Linked DNA regions of Mus musculus: region 2 is linked to region 1. A link is a contact called in public promoter capture Hi-C data. All regions are on one chromosome and are shown on one strand. Each heading gives the region's core, a stretch centred on a gene start, on an enhancer-like site or on the middle of the called end of the contact. The rest is flanking DNA. Distances are from core to core; before and after follow the strand shown. Region 1 holds the start of Cox7b (cytochrome c oxidase subunit 7B). Region 2 holds the start of Sh3bgrl (SH3-binding domain glutamic acid-rich protein like).

What was found. Promoter capture Hi-C pulls out the DNA fragments that hold promoters and counts their contacts.
Region 2: a promoter capture Hi-C map of pre-B cells shows a contact between it and region 1. The contact joins the promoter of Sh3bgrl here to the promoter of Cox7b in region 1. A contact is called at or near these places in 2 of 39 promoter capture datasets (cranial neural crest and pre-B cells).

Annotation. Positions count from the first base shown.
Region 1 is chrX:106,012,064-106,019,748 of GRCm38.p6, reverse strand. It overlaps Cox7b (cytochrome c oxidase subunit 7B), which reads right to left and starts at 4,049. Exons shown (of 3, transcript NM_025379.2): 1 at 3,879-4,049; 2 at 46-170. The coding sequence starts at 3,918.
Region 2 is chrX:109,090,443-109,098,127 of GRCm38.p6, reverse strand. It overlaps Sh3bgrl (SH3-binding domain glutamic acid-rich protein like), which reads right to left and starts at 2,721. Exons shown (of 4, transcript NM_019989.2): 1 at 2,491-2,721. The coding sequence starts at 2,535.

The DNA.
Region 1 (7,685 bases), core at 2,800-5,299:
CAATCCCTAGAACTGCAGAAGAAATAATCAACTAGTAGTACTTACATATGTCCATGTAGAAACACAGAAGATGGCTCCACCTGCTAATATAGCATTCCCATATTTGTCATGGAAACTAGGTGCCCTCTTCTGGTGGCTCTGCCTTGCCACCACTTGCTGAATGCTTCGAACTTAGAAAAGAACACAGAAGTATATGGATCAGTTATCAAAATAAAAACACACAACTGCCAATAAGGAAAGCAAAGCAACTCCACAGACTACTAAATGTTAACCACAAGAACAAGTGGTCAGGTGGTAGTGGCACACATCTTTAATCCCAGCACTTGAGAGGCAGAGGCAGACAGATTTCTGTGTTGAAGACCAGCCTGGTTAGAAGCCAATTCTAAGACAGACAAGGCTACACAGAGAAACCCTGTCTCTAAAAAATCCAAAACAAAACAAAATCAAAGAAAGAAAGAACAGAAGGTTAGACAGGTGGGCAGACAAGCACCTTCTCAAGCGCTGTGAAAGTAAAACCAACTGCCAGGCTCACACCTGAAGGCTCAGCTCTTGGGGGACTGAGACAGGAGAACTGCCGCAAGTGCAAGGCCAAACTGGGCTAGACAGTGAATTCTAGGCTACCCTGAGCTCCAGTTAAAGACTCCAACTCAAAAAAATAAACAAATATGAGGACTAGAGAGATGACTCAGTGGTTAAGAGCATTGACTGCTCTCCTAGAGATCCTGAGTTCAATTCCCAGCAACCACACGGTGGCTCACAACCATCTGTAATGGGATCTGATGCCCCCTGCTGGTGTGCCTGAGGACAGCTACAATGTACTTAACATACATAAAACAAATAAGTCTTTAAAAAAAGAAATAAGGGGCTGGTGAGATGGCTCAGCGGGTAAGAGCACTGACTGCTCTTCCAAAGGCCCTGAGTTCAAATCCCAGCAACCACATGGTGGCTCACAACCATCTGCAATGATATCCGATGCTCCGATGCCCTCTTCTGGTGTGTCTGAAGACAGCTACAGTGTACCTACATATAACAATAAATAAATCTTTAAAAAAAAAAAAAAAAAAAAAAGAAATAAAATGATAAAGTGACACGTGGACAGAAACATTTAAAAATACAATAAAATGTTGACACATGATGGTAAATGTTCTTCATACCAATTCTCATTTTTTTCTGCATTACTGAAAATTTTCACAGCAAAAATAAAAATCAAATGTTTATCACCTTAAAATTATGCCCCCAAGCTATGGTAAGCAGGATTTTAAAATAATTGGTAAAGAATGAGGTTTTTGATTATATAATAAGAGTATATAAGCAGGCAAGCACGTGGAAGGTAAAAGCAGGAGGATCAGGAGTCAGCCTACGGTGCATGACACCTTGTCTCAAAAAACAGAGTAGAAAAAATGTTATGATAGAGATTTTATCATCAGGTAATTTCTAGCCTAGAAGGGAGTATTATATGTGAAGACATGATCTCTGTTGTACAAGAAAGTAGAATTAACTCAGCATTTAGGCAAGTAGGATTTGTAGGTGGGTAGGGGTGCAGGGCAGAGGGAGGGTATAGGGAACTTTCAGGATAGCATTTGAAATGTGTATAAAGAAAATATCTAATAAAAATTAATTAATTAGAAAAAGAAAAATGGAATATCGACAGAGATAGATAGATCTACTGTACCAGAGAGCCAATCAAGTTTGGATGAAGAACAAGGTTATAAAGGTAGCTTATTAAGGAATAAAACTCGAAAAAAGTGGTAAATACCAAAAAGTCAATAGTTTTTCTCTTCAAATCTAGACACCACCACCTCATTATTTTAAAGGTCTTTACTGTGTGTCTTTTCTTAAAGATTTATTTATTATATGTAAGTACACTGTAGCTGTCTTCAGACACACCAGAAGAACGTATCAGATCTCATTACAGATGGTTGTGAGCTACCATGTGGTTGCTGGGATTTGAACTCAGGACCTTCTGAAGAGTAGTTGGTGTTCTTAACCGCTGAGCCACTTCGCCAGTCCCTGTTTTAAAGGTCTTTAAAGGTACTTACAGACACAGAGGAAAAAGCAATGTTGAATTGAGGTGCAGCGGTTCATAGCTGTTCTCTCAGTACTTGGGAGGGTAAGGTTGAAAACTATACTCAATTTTCATGCCAGGCTGGGCTGCAGGGTAAGACAAAACTGCTGTTCCCTCACTAATGTTTCAGGCTGGGGAGAGCCTGGATTCAGTGGCAGAGCTTTGGGTTCAAATTCTATCAAATCCTCTCTCACCCCCAAAACAAACACCACCACCACCACCACCACCAATGGTCTCTATGTGGTATAATCCTAATAATTCCTTAACCATTATATTAGCTGCTTTACTTACGGTTCCACTTTCACCTTTAACCAGCCACACCCAGGGAAATAAATGTAGCGGGATTGGTGTAGTGCTTGCCTAACATTCCCTAGACTTGATTGCTAACACTTCAGAAGCAAACACAATTAGGTCTATAAAGGTGGGAAGGACTTTGTCAAGCCCAGCACTTGGGAAATGGAGGCCAAGGATCAGGGGTTGAAGACATCCTTGGCTACAGATTAAAATGGCAGGCCAACCTAGTGTACCTGAGACCCTCCCTCAGAAAACAGCCACAGCCGGAATAAGCAAATTCATAAACATTCCATAATCAATTCTGCTCCAGAACATTTAAAAGGGTGAGTATGAGAAACAGAAACACAACAAAATAAACTAAAAAATCATCTTTTTGCCTGGTCTCCAGAGCAAGTTCCAGGACAGCCAGGCTACACAAAGAAACCCTGTCTCAAAAAAAAAAAAAAAATGATAAAAAAACTTTTCCTACAGTATTTTTAAAAGTCCCTAAGTCACTTAAAGATCAAAGAAATTGAGATTACCAAACAACTGTTGTTTCAACACTCTGATTTACCAAGTGATCTCCCCTCTATACCAAAATAAAATTAAAAACAAACAAACAAACAAAACCACCCAGTTTAGTGACCAGAGATTGGTTAATGGTCTTTGACATAGGTATTACTTACTAACCTCTGTTTTACAAAAACAAGTTTATAACGCTAAATCATTTGTCCAAAGTGAAAGAAATAATAAACACAGCTTGTAGCAGATGAAAGATCAGTTGGGCTTCTTTCTTTTTTTTTTTTTTCAATTATTCCCAAAGTACTTCAGTACTTAGAACACAGCATGTGATCTAAAGGTAAAATAAAACTAAATCCATGGCTAGAAAAGCAAGTAAGTATTGTGTAAGGTCACCTTCATTCACATTACTGAAGGTCACCTTCAGGGTAAAGCAATTACAAAAATGAATTTTTTTCTTTCCAGTCCAGTGTATTTTCCATATATACTGCTAGTCTCAAGTTTCCACGTACTTGCCTAACTTTAAAGCAGGAAAAAAAAATGACCATGATTGTTTTCGCTATAGTTAATATTCCGTTAATAATCTACAGATGACTTCTTCAAAGCTGCCAGGCTTAAGGTTTTCAACCCCTTGCTATGAATCCAGATGCGGTAGATTTAGTTTCCTACCACCGTTATTGTAGGAGATCAGTTCTTCTACGTAAATACACTCCCAGAGCTAAAATTTAGATCATCGCTAAAAGAGCAAGGTGTCCGCCAAAGCGTTCTTCCTGGAAATCATAGGTCTCTGAAGAAAGAGAATGCATAACGAGGTTAGGAACACAAGGACAGGATGATAAAGCCACTGTCACAGCTACCTCTGTTATGGCTAGCTTCCCTTCCCAGTGACTGGAGACCACGCAGGGGACCATGCACCTAGAATTAAAACCCGCAGGATTTGGGGCGGAGGAAGAGGGCAGAAGAGCACGAGGACAGCCGGATCCCGGGTGTTGTAAAGAACTCGCCCACATTATCTGCTCACCTTGGAGACGGCTTAGTGCGTTTTTGGCTAAGGGCAACATCGCGGAGACGAAGATGGAACTGCGGCGACTATGCTGCTGCCTTGGTGCAAATTCACCCCAGCTACCCTTGCAAAGCGTCCTGAAAAACAAAATGGCTTTCAGCAGGGAGCCCAAATGAGAATTGGTGAGATGTCGCGAGATTTAGGGGTTGACCTATAGAAATTGTCATCCTAGTTCCTGCGAGGAAATAGGAAGGTCTTTGGGAAATGTAGTTTCAAGCTTGATGGCTTCCATAAAGTAGTATTTACTAAGCAGGGAGGTTAACTCTTTGGACAAAGGTTTCGGACTCTACAAAGGAGAGCTGAGACACCGACCTTACATAAGGCACCAGCATCAAAATGGTGCTAAAACTCCAGAGGATTGGATCTAGTGTCTCACTTCCAATTACAGTCCCTTCAAATTTTTCACATTCTGTCTCCTATTACCTACATTAATTGGTTTTACCTTTATTGGTTTTTTTTTTTGGAATTTTTGTGGGGGAGTTGAGACACGGCCTCTCTATTTAGTCCTGGCTGACCAGGAACTCTCTATGTAGACCAAGCTGGCCTGGAACTCACAGAAAAAGTCCTGCCTTTGCCTCCCAAGTGCTGGGAGATCAATTGACCTTTTTCCCCTAAGGATTCCAGTTCATGTGCATCTGGCAAGAATACTATATATGTATCTTCTTAAGAAACTCTGTGTAGGGCTGGTGAGATGGCTCAGTGGGTAAGAGCACCCGACTGCTCTTCCAAAGGTCCAGAGTTCAAATCCCAGCAACCACATGGTGGCTCACAACCATCCTTAATGAGATCTGATGCCCTCTTCTGGTGTGTCTGAAGACAGCTACAGTGTACTTACATATAATAAATAATAAATAAAAAAAAAAAAAAAAAAAAAGAAACTCTGTGTAAGCCAGGTCTCCCTATGTAACCCAGACTGGCTAGAACTTACTATGTAGCCCAGACTGGCCTAGAATTTGCAATTCTTTTGCCTTAGCTTCTCTAGTGTCATGATTAGATAAATAATGTACAAATCAAACTCTGCTTTTTAGAGCATCCTATCAAAAGGTATAGGATCTTAGCATGTCCCATTCAGTAATAGTATGAACTTAATCATTTAATCCAAGCACTGCATACCAGATTTCTACACTTTAAAGTCACCGCTTTCCCTTTGTAATTAAAAAAAAAAAGTATCTTGAGTGGAAAGGAGGGATGTGTGCAAAAAAAAAAAAAAAAAGGTAACTCCAATGCATAATGACTATCCTATTCTGCATAAGCTTCTATCCACTATGTTTTGTATCCATTGGTAATTCTTTACCACACTGTGTCTGTATGACCACTGCAGTTCATATGCCTAAAGCAACCTGAGTGAGCATAAAACAGAGATACTCAAACCACCATGCTTATTTGGTATGCTTGTTTATTTTTTAAGATTTATTTATTTATTATATGTAAATACACTGTAGCTGTCTTCAGACACACGGGAAGAGGGCATCAGATCCCCATTACAGATGGTTGTGAGCCACCATGTGGTTGCTGGGACTTGAACTCAGGACCTCTGGAAGAGCAGTCAGTGTTCTTAACTGCTGAGTCATCTCTCCAGCCCCTTGTTTGTTATTTTTGTGTTTGTTTCTTGGAGACTAGATTTCATCCTGTAGTAGAGGCTAGCTTGGAATTTACTATGGAGCCACTCCTGGCCTCAATCTCCTGGCAAGCTGCCTGCTTCAGTTTCCCAAGATGATAGGTGTGAGCTGACATACCTAATAATTTAACCATTTAAAAATTTTTCTTTTTAAATTTTGAGGTAAGCTCACACCAAGTGGCTCATATGGGCCGTTAACTCACTCTAAAGTAGAGAGACAGGCATTGAACTTGTAATCCTCCTACCCCAGCTTCCCAAGTAGGAGTTAAACTGACCTATGAGGCCCAGCTTAATTTTTTCATATCCTACTTTCTCCTCTCCTTTGAAACAGGGACTCGCCATGTAACCTATGTGGGCCTCAAAGTTGGGATTTTCCCACTCTAGTCTCCCAAGTGCAGGGATTACAGGAGTATGCCACCACATGTGGCTATTGCTTTCTCTGTGTGTCTCTCTCTGTCTGTCTCTCTTCTGCTCTCTTCTCATCTGTCTTTTTGTTTATTTTGTTTTGTTTTGTCTTGTTTTGCTTTGTTTTGTTTGAGACAGGGTCTCTTGTAGCTCAAGGAGGAACTCCCTATGCAGCCTAGACTGGCATTAATCCCTGATATCCTCCTGCCTCTATCTCCTGAATACTGAGATTACAGGTATGCACCGCCAGGCTCATTTTATTTCATATCTCTTTATGTGGAGACCAATTACTTTCCTTTCTTTTTTTTTAAAGATTTATTTATTACTTATACAGCATTCTGCCTGCATTATTCCTGCAGGCCAGAAGAGGGCACCAGATCTCATTATAGAAGGCTATAAGCCACCATGTGGTGGCCAGAAATTGAACTCAGGATCTTTTGGGCCTGCTCTCAACCACTGAGCCATTTTTCCAGCCCGTCCCTCTTTTAAAGCAGTTACTTTCCTTTCAACAATCATCTCCTTAACTCTCCAAATAGTGGAATTATTATAATTCTGTGGGGTTTTTGCTTTCTAGCAGGACCTAAAAGAATAATCACATAGTATGTTCCACACATTCAAAATAAATGCACCTTGGGCTTTGGATGTAGTTGTGATAAAATGCTTGCCCAGCTTGTGTGGGGTCCTTTACTCAATCCTTTACTGTGCCCTGTGCTGCAAAATAAATAAATAAATAAATCCAAATTATAATGTGTGTGTGTGTGTGCACGCGCTTGTGTGTATACTGAGGAAATATTGAGGATTAAACCTATGTGTTTACAAATAACAGTTAAATGTCCTATCAACTGATCTATATTTCCCCAATGTCTTAGGGTTACTGTTGCCATGTTATAACACCCTGACCAAAGCAACTTCATCAGGAGTTGCAGTCATAGGAACAGTACTTAAGCCATCTTCAAGAATAGTATGTGCTTGAAAAAAAGATTGGTGTGGGGGGGTGGCAGCGTGAATGTACATGCAATGGGTGTGTGCCTGGTCTCTGTAAAGATCAGAAGAGTGCATCAGATCTCCTGGGACTACTAGGCTGTTACCCACCATGCCGGTCCCGGGAGGGTCTTCTCCCAAAAACAGTTAAATGTTCTCAACCCTTGAGACATTTCTCCAGCACCTGTCCCAGAGTATTATACTAAAGGAGCAAATTTCAACAAAACAAAACAAAACCACTTTTGATGTAAGATATTTGGATGTTTTGGGTGTTGTCAGCGCTGAGGTTTGGGCTGAGAAATTAATTTTGCTTACCAGAGGGTATAATGCAAGCTTCTGCTTTAGACCACGTAGTTCCCTTGGACTTGGCTAGAATGGAACTCTGAAGGTTCCTTGAATTGTTGAATTCCTAATCGTCCTGCCTCCACTTCCACCTCCCAAACCTGGGAGTTTGGCTGGGAGAAATCACGAGGGCTCCTTTATGTTTGAGACAATCTTACATTAATCAGGTGGCCTGGGATCCGGACAATGGAGCCAAAGATGACCTTGAACAATTGATGCTCTTGCTTTCACATTCAAAATGCGTGGATTAGAGGCTTTTGTTACTTAGGCCAGCTCAAAATCAAACAGTTCTAAAGGAAGGAACGCTTTCTAGATGATGATTCCATTTTTAAACGTACAAGCCATTTTGTGCCTCAAAAAAAAAAAAAACCAACAAAAAAAAACCTCAGCGCCATTTCAAACCTGCGCATGTGTACTAA
Region 2 (7,685 bases), core at 1,472-3,971, 3.1 Mb before region 1:
AACAAACAAACAATAGAATCCACTGAAAAGTCTAATCTATTTGATTATATTTTTAACCTTGAGGAACAAGCATGACTCCTGTGTATTAGGGCAGAGAAGAGAACACATTTTAAGTGTTTTTTTTTTTAAATCAGGCTGAGAAATATGAGAAGTCTTGGGCTGTAAAAATAATATTGCTTATTATTGCTGCTCTAGATGATTCACAGAACAACTGACCACCTAATATTGCTGATTTTTTTAACAGTCAGGAAAATCGATTCAGAGCTGCAGAGATGGCTCAAATAGTCAAGAGCACTCATTCCTCTTGCAAAGGACCTGGATTCAGTTCCCAGCATCCGCGTGGTGGCTCATAACCATCTGGAACTCTAGCTCCAGGGACCGACCCAACACCTTCTTCTGGTCTCCATGGGCATTGTATTCACACAGTATACATATGCAGGCAAATCATTCAATACATACATATTATCAAGCCAAAGCCAAACACTTAAAGCACTCATTAGACAACTAATAACTTACAAGTATGTATCTTTTCAGGTTTTTTTTTTTTAAGATCCCATGAGAACACTTGCCCCCAAATTTCTAAATCATTTGTTAAAAGGACAATGCTTTTTTGCTATCTTAAAGAAAATTTCGGTACTGCAAACTGAAATTTCCTTCCTCAAGGAAACAGCCACCGCCCCATTCATATTAAGTAGTTCTCCTTTAAGATACTCTTTGTACTATTTTAGGATTATTTTTTAAAAATTGCCAGAGTATAATAAGAAATCTTTCATTTTGGCATTTTCATAAAAATGTAATTAGTGCATTAATTATCCATGAAGAAACAATAGAAACAAAAGACAAAACAACATGAGTATCTGTCATTTGAATCATCTAATAAACTCTTAATCCTTTCTTGGGCACTTAGACATTTTATGTCTTAACAAAGAGGGGGGGGTGTGACTCTATTACTTGGTGAAATTCTTAAAGCAGTTTCTCCTTGAGTTTACTTCTGGGAGAGAAATAGAAGATAGAGAAAGCAAAGAACAAATACCAGTGTTGAAACTGCATACCTCACAAAACAACAACAACAACAAAACCTAAGTGCTTGAGAGGGTCAATCTAATAAGGATTAACCAAAGGCATTAAGCTGGGTTTTGAAAATGCAGTTAATGTAGTAGATTGATATTCGGTAACCCATGTTTTACTCTGAGGTATCAGAATGTTAGGTATGGAAGACAAGATGCTTCTAAAGTAGGGTCCAAAGGAAATAATAAACATTTCTATTTTTTCAAACAAAACGTTTGCTCCATAACTTTAAGAGTAGGCTTCCTTATATTTTGAAAGCCCGTCTAAACACACCCACACATGTTGGCAAAGACAAAGTTCAAGGTTCATGGTTCTGGTGATTTCATATAGCCTTCAGCTCTATTCCAAATCCTACTAAATGTAAATGACAACAACCCAGCAACCTGGGATCTCTGCCACTCTAAAGCTAGAGGAGTTTTCTACATTCAAATTCCTGAGCCCACACATCTGCTTCTGCCACTTGAGGGCCTTTATTTTTCCTCCTGGGGTTGCTGGAACAGAAGCTCTTTCATGTGACAGGAGTATGCATTCCAGCTTTCACCTCAGTTTACCCAATGTTCCTCAGATATGGTAAAAACTGTTATTCTAAGTTAACAATTGGCAAATGAATCAAAGAAGAAAACCAAATCCTATGAAGAGCCAGCAACTCAGTTGCCACATGTTCTTGCCTCCATTTTCAACAGTCTTGAAAGAGTGGGTTTTAGAAAGAAAATCTTTCGAAGGAAAGGAAAAACTCAAAATAAGATCCAGTGGGGGGGGGGAGGTCTCATACAACATTATTTTTTTTAAATGGCTTCATATTCCAGGAAGAAAGAGAAGGGGAGAGGAGGAGGGGAAGGAGGTGGAAGAGGAGAAGAACTTTTTTAAAAAATCATTTGTATCATTGCCCCTGACTTTCGCCTATTTTTAAAATTATATACCCCACCTGCACGCTCTCTAAATAAGTCCATTCCAGTGGCTTCACAATAATTCCAGTACTCAGAAGTCTTCCCTTCCCTTCCCTTCCCATCAGCACCCTCATCCTTTACAGAAATGCACTACTTCCCCTGAACTCGGTACTCAGAGCATATTTCATAAATGTCTCACTCTAAAAAACCTGAAAGCCACTTGTTTTTTATTTTACTTGACTTCACCTAACCGTGAAGTCCCTTTACCAGTTATCTCCTAAACTTGGTAGTTTTCTTTTTCCTTTAGAAACGAACACTAACGTCTCAAGGCAAACAAAGCTAACTCCACGGGAGAAAATAAATAAATAAATAAATCGACGCAACAAAGGAAGAAAGGAAAGAAGGGGGTACTCTGGGCGATGCTTGCGTCTTCTAAGGAGAAGCTTCCAGTGTAACTTCTTCAATTTAACGGTTCTGGGGCAGAAGAGGACTAGTGTGTTGGAAAACAACAAAGGTGGGCTCCCACTCTCCTTACCGCCGTAGAGCCAGAAGAAGATGCAATATATACACGGATCACCATCCTGGAAACAAGGGCTTCTGGTCGGTCGCTGGAGTCTTGAAAAGGGCTGGGAAACAGCTGCAGCAACGGCTGGAACCGAGCTAAGGGCCAAACAGAGGTTGGATGAGGAGGGTGGGGGAAGGTGGAAGGATAACTGGCCAGAGCCCCGCCTCCACCAGCGGCTGCTTTCAATGAGCTTCCAGCTCTGCAATCCCAGCCCCAAACCCCGGAAGGCTCAGGCTCATTTGCATCATTTCTAAATTGTTTTTTTAAAACACAGGATCTCGAACAGCACCGCGAGATCTGTTGAAACAATTCTTTTTGACTATTCCCTCTCCGGGAAGGGGGCAAGGGAGAAATAAAAGAAGGGGTAAGAAAAAAAGAAATATTCGATTAGAATAAAGGACCGGTTCCCATGAACACCAGAAGTTTTGCTTGTTACTTCCTGCTCAGAAATGTATGCAAATAAGATAGCCTAAAGCTAGCTTTATATTGAATCCAGACACTACTTTAAATGTCTTTAAGCCCACGTTATCAAAGCCTTGTATATTTTAAGATGCCAATAATGAAGTAAGTGATTTTTTTTTAACCTTAGTTGGCAGCAGGAGTTGAATACTGAAAAGCTGCACGAGGAGAGGAGGAGGGCTGGAGAGAAGTTTCAAGTTTCCCCAAACCGGAAAGCACAGAATAGGTTCTTTTTGTTCAGAGTTTTGCTAAAATATGGAACATTTTTTTAGTGAGAATTTGCAGGAGATCTAAGCGACAACTCTAGAATGAAGGAGGAAATTGCAAAGAAAAAAACTACAACCCTAGAATGAGAGGAAATTGCAGAGAAAAAAAAAAATCAACAAGTCCAAAATGAGGAGAGGAATTGCAGAGAGAGAAAAAAAAAAAGAAAAAAGAAAAGAAAAGAAAAAAACCAATCATCTGAAAATACTTTGGAAGTACTTTTTTGCCGTTGCTGTCTCATACCTGTAATCTCTGCCCTTGGAATAGTAAAACATGATTGCCAGGAATTAGATGCTAGACTATGCTACAGGGTAAGTCTCTTAAAAATCAAAAATCAACCAAACAAAATGACTTTCTACAAATTATCAAGTACAGTAAATGAGAAAAATCTAGCCACCATCTTCATTACCAACATCATGGCTACTGTTAATTTTACTTGCCAATTCACTTGATTAGAAAAATCTTTATAATCATAAATCATAATCATGATTTTGAAAAAATCTATATTGTTTCTTTTATGTTATCACTGTACAACTTGTTTGGAGTTCTACATTAACTGTTTAGACTTAGAGACTCTTAAAATGAAAAAAAAACAGGAATAACAAAATATTTCTAATTAGTCTATAAACTATTGAACACAATCAATTATTCCCAGAAAACTGAATGGTAGCATTAGCAAAGAATCTGGTGGGCTTTATCTATTAGAAAAATGAGGCTAGATGTGTAGATCTCTTATAGATCACACTAAGACCCAAAGTTGGATTTCAAGTACATACACACATGCACGCACACACACACATACACATGTACAGTTCTGTAATAGATATACTTGTCTTAGTGAATATAAGTCAATAACTTGTTTTATACATAAAACCTGATGATTCTTAATGATAAGACTTCTGATACATTTTTAGGAGAGACTATTACCAATATTTCTAACATAAAGGTAATGGATATCCTTATGCCGTTCTTCCCTACTTTGAGCTATCCTTGAGATGGGTATCATAGAATGGTCATTACTGCTTAAATTTTCTATAGAGAAATTGCCCGAGAGCATTTGCCTGGAAAGGTTACGGTGAATTTGAATAAACTGGGTTGGATCAAACAGTATAATCTATTTCCTTAGGAAATCATGACAACCAAAGGCCAGTGTCTCTCAAAACTTAAAAATAAACCCAGATTGTGTGCAGAAAACTTAGAAGACCCTGAACACCAATGAATGCCATAGCCCTTACTACTCAGTTAAGATTACTTGGGTTCAGGAATTCCCAGCCAGCACAGTCAACTTAATGACATTGTGTCTCTTAATTGAACACAGCCCCAGGACCTAAAGATAATTTCCCCTGTGTTACAGATCAGCTTTTCCAGGTAGGGATAGAGCAGGCGACAAGAAGTTAAAAGTAATGGTATGGAAGGAGAGGGTATTTTGAATTGTTATTTATTATAAATTGCTATGTACAAAAAATATACTTTTGTATTCTCCTATGTTAAAAAAATATGATCTTGAATGGTTTTATGTGTTTCAAATTTATAGGCATACCAAAAGTTATATAAATAATTCTCTTAGCTAGTTTTTTGACAGCTTGACCCAAGCTAGATTTATCTGGAATGAGATACATCAAGTCAGAAAACTCTTGTAGGAAAGTCTGTGGGGCACTTTCTTGCTTAACAGCTGAGGTGGGTGGAAAAGAAAACTGACTCCTAGGCTGGACAGATGGGTCAGCAGTTAAGAGCACTGACTTCTAAAGGTGCTGAGTTCAATAAACAGCAACCACATGGTGGCTCACAACCTTCTAAAATGGGGTCCAATGCACTCTTCTGGTGTGTGTCTGAAGAGATCTACAGCGTACTCATATAAATAAAAATAAATAAATCTTGAAAAATAAAAACAAAAGAAAACTGACTCCAAAGAACTGTCCTTTGATCTCTATACATACACCATGGGCACATGTGTGACCAGGCACACATGAACACCACACAAGCAAACATACACAGACACACATACACAAACACATGCACACATACTGCCCATGTGTATTGTTCACACATAATGATAATAATAATAATAATAATAATAAATGCAATTTTACATTTTAATATTTCATACAGAAATGCTGATAAACTGAATAGACCCAAGAGATTACAGTTAAATTTTATTTTATTTTTGTTGGATATTTTCTTTTTTTTCTTCTGGATATTTGCTTTATTTACATTTCAAATGTTATCCCCCTGAAAATCCCATCCCATCACTCCTCCCGCTGCTTCTATGAGGGTATTTTCCCACCTACCCACCCACTCCCGCCTCCCCACACTGGCATTCCCCTACACTGGGGATCAAAGGCCTCTATTCCCATTGATGCCCAACAAGACCATACTCTGCTACATATGTGGCTGGAGCCATGGGTCCCTCCATGTGTACTCCTTGGTTGGTGGTTTAGTCACTGGGAGCTCTGGGGAGGTCTGGTTGGTTGATATTGTTGTTCTTCCTATGGGGTTGCAAACCCAAATGATCCAAATGAAAGGGGACCCACATTAATAAAAGAAACTTTACTAAAGCTCAAATCACACATTGTACCTCACCCAAGAGGAGTAGACTAGACATCAGGAAAAAATCAAACTCAGGGCTGAAATCAACCAAGTAGAAACAAAAAGGACTATACAAAGAATCAACCAAACCAGGAGCTGGTTTTTTTGAGAAAATCAACAAGATAGATAAACCCTTATCAGACTAATTAGAGGGCACAGGGACAGTATCCTAATTAACAAAATCGGAAATGAAAATGGAGACATAACAACAGAATCTGAGGAAGTCCAAAAATTCATCAGATCCTACTACAAAAGCCTATACTCAACAATACTAGAAAACTTGGATGAAATGGACAATTTTCTAGACAGATACCAGGTACTGAAGTTAAATCTGGATCAGATAAATCATTTAAACAGTCCCATAGCCCCTAAAGAAATAGAAACAGTCATTAAAAGTCTACCAACCAAAAAAATCCCCAGGATCAGATGGGTTTAGTGCAGAATTCTATCAGACCTTCAAAGAAGACGTAATTCCAATTCTCTTCAAACTATTCCACAAAATAGAAACAGAAGGAACACTACCCAATTTATTCTATGAAGCCACAATTATGCTTGTAAGTAAACCACATGCAGATCCAATGAGAGAGAGAAAAAAAAGAGAGAGAACTTCAGACCAATTTCCCTTATGAATATCAATGTAAAAATGCTCAATAAAATTCTTGCAAACCAAATCCAAGAACACATCAAATCAATCATTCACCATGATCAAGTAGGCTTCATCCCAGGGATGCAGGGATGGTTCAATATACGAAAATCTGTCAATGTAATCCACATAAACATATTCAAAGGAAAAAACCATGTGAACGTCTCATTAGATGCTGAAAAAGCATTTGACAAATTCAAAACCCCTTCTTGGTAAAAGTCTTGGAAAGATCAGGAAATCAAGGTCCATACATAAACATAGTCAAAGCAATATAGAGAATGCGAGTAGCCAACATCAAACTAAATGGAGATAAACTTGAAGCAATCCCACTAAAATCAGGGACTAGACAAGGCTGCTCACTCTCTCCCTACCTACACAATATAGTACTTGAAGTCCTAGCCAGAGTGATTAGACAACAAGACAAGGTCAAAGTGATACAAATTGGAAAAGAAGAAGTCAAAATATCACTATGTGCTGATGATAAAATAGTCTACATAAGTGACCTCAAAATTCTACCAGAGAACTCCTAAACTGATAAACAAGTTCAGCAAAGTAGCTGGATATAAAATTAACTCAAACACATCAGTATCCTTCAGACAAGTTTCCTTTATTGCCACACCCACTCCAATGAAAACTGGGTGGTAGGCCCAAAAGCTTGGACACAGTCCTGAGGGAAAAAGTTTCATGGAAACTTAGTCTCCTGGAACCTTGGCATCTGGTAGCAGGAATGCTCCAAACTTGTCATTTTAGTTAGTAGGTGAATATCACTTTTTGCAGATGATATGATATTATATATAAGTGACCCTAAAAATTCCACCAGAGAACTCCTAAACCTGATAAACAGCTTCAGTGAAGTAGCTGGATATAAAATTAACTCAAACAAGTCAATGGCCTTTCTCTACACAAAGAATAAACAGGCTGAGAATAAAATTAGGAAAACATCAACCTTGTCAGTAGTCACAAATACTATAAAATACCTTGTCGTGACTCTAACTAAGGGAGTGAAAGATCTGTAGGATAAGAACTTCAAGTCTCTGAAGAAAGTAATTAAAGGAGATATCAGAAGATGGAAAGATCTCCCATGCTCATGGATTGGCAGGCTCAATATAGTAAAAATGGCTATCTTACCGAAAGCAATCTACAGATTCAGTGCAATCCCCATTAAACTTCCAACTCAATTCTTCAACGAATTAGAAAGGGAAATCTCCAAATT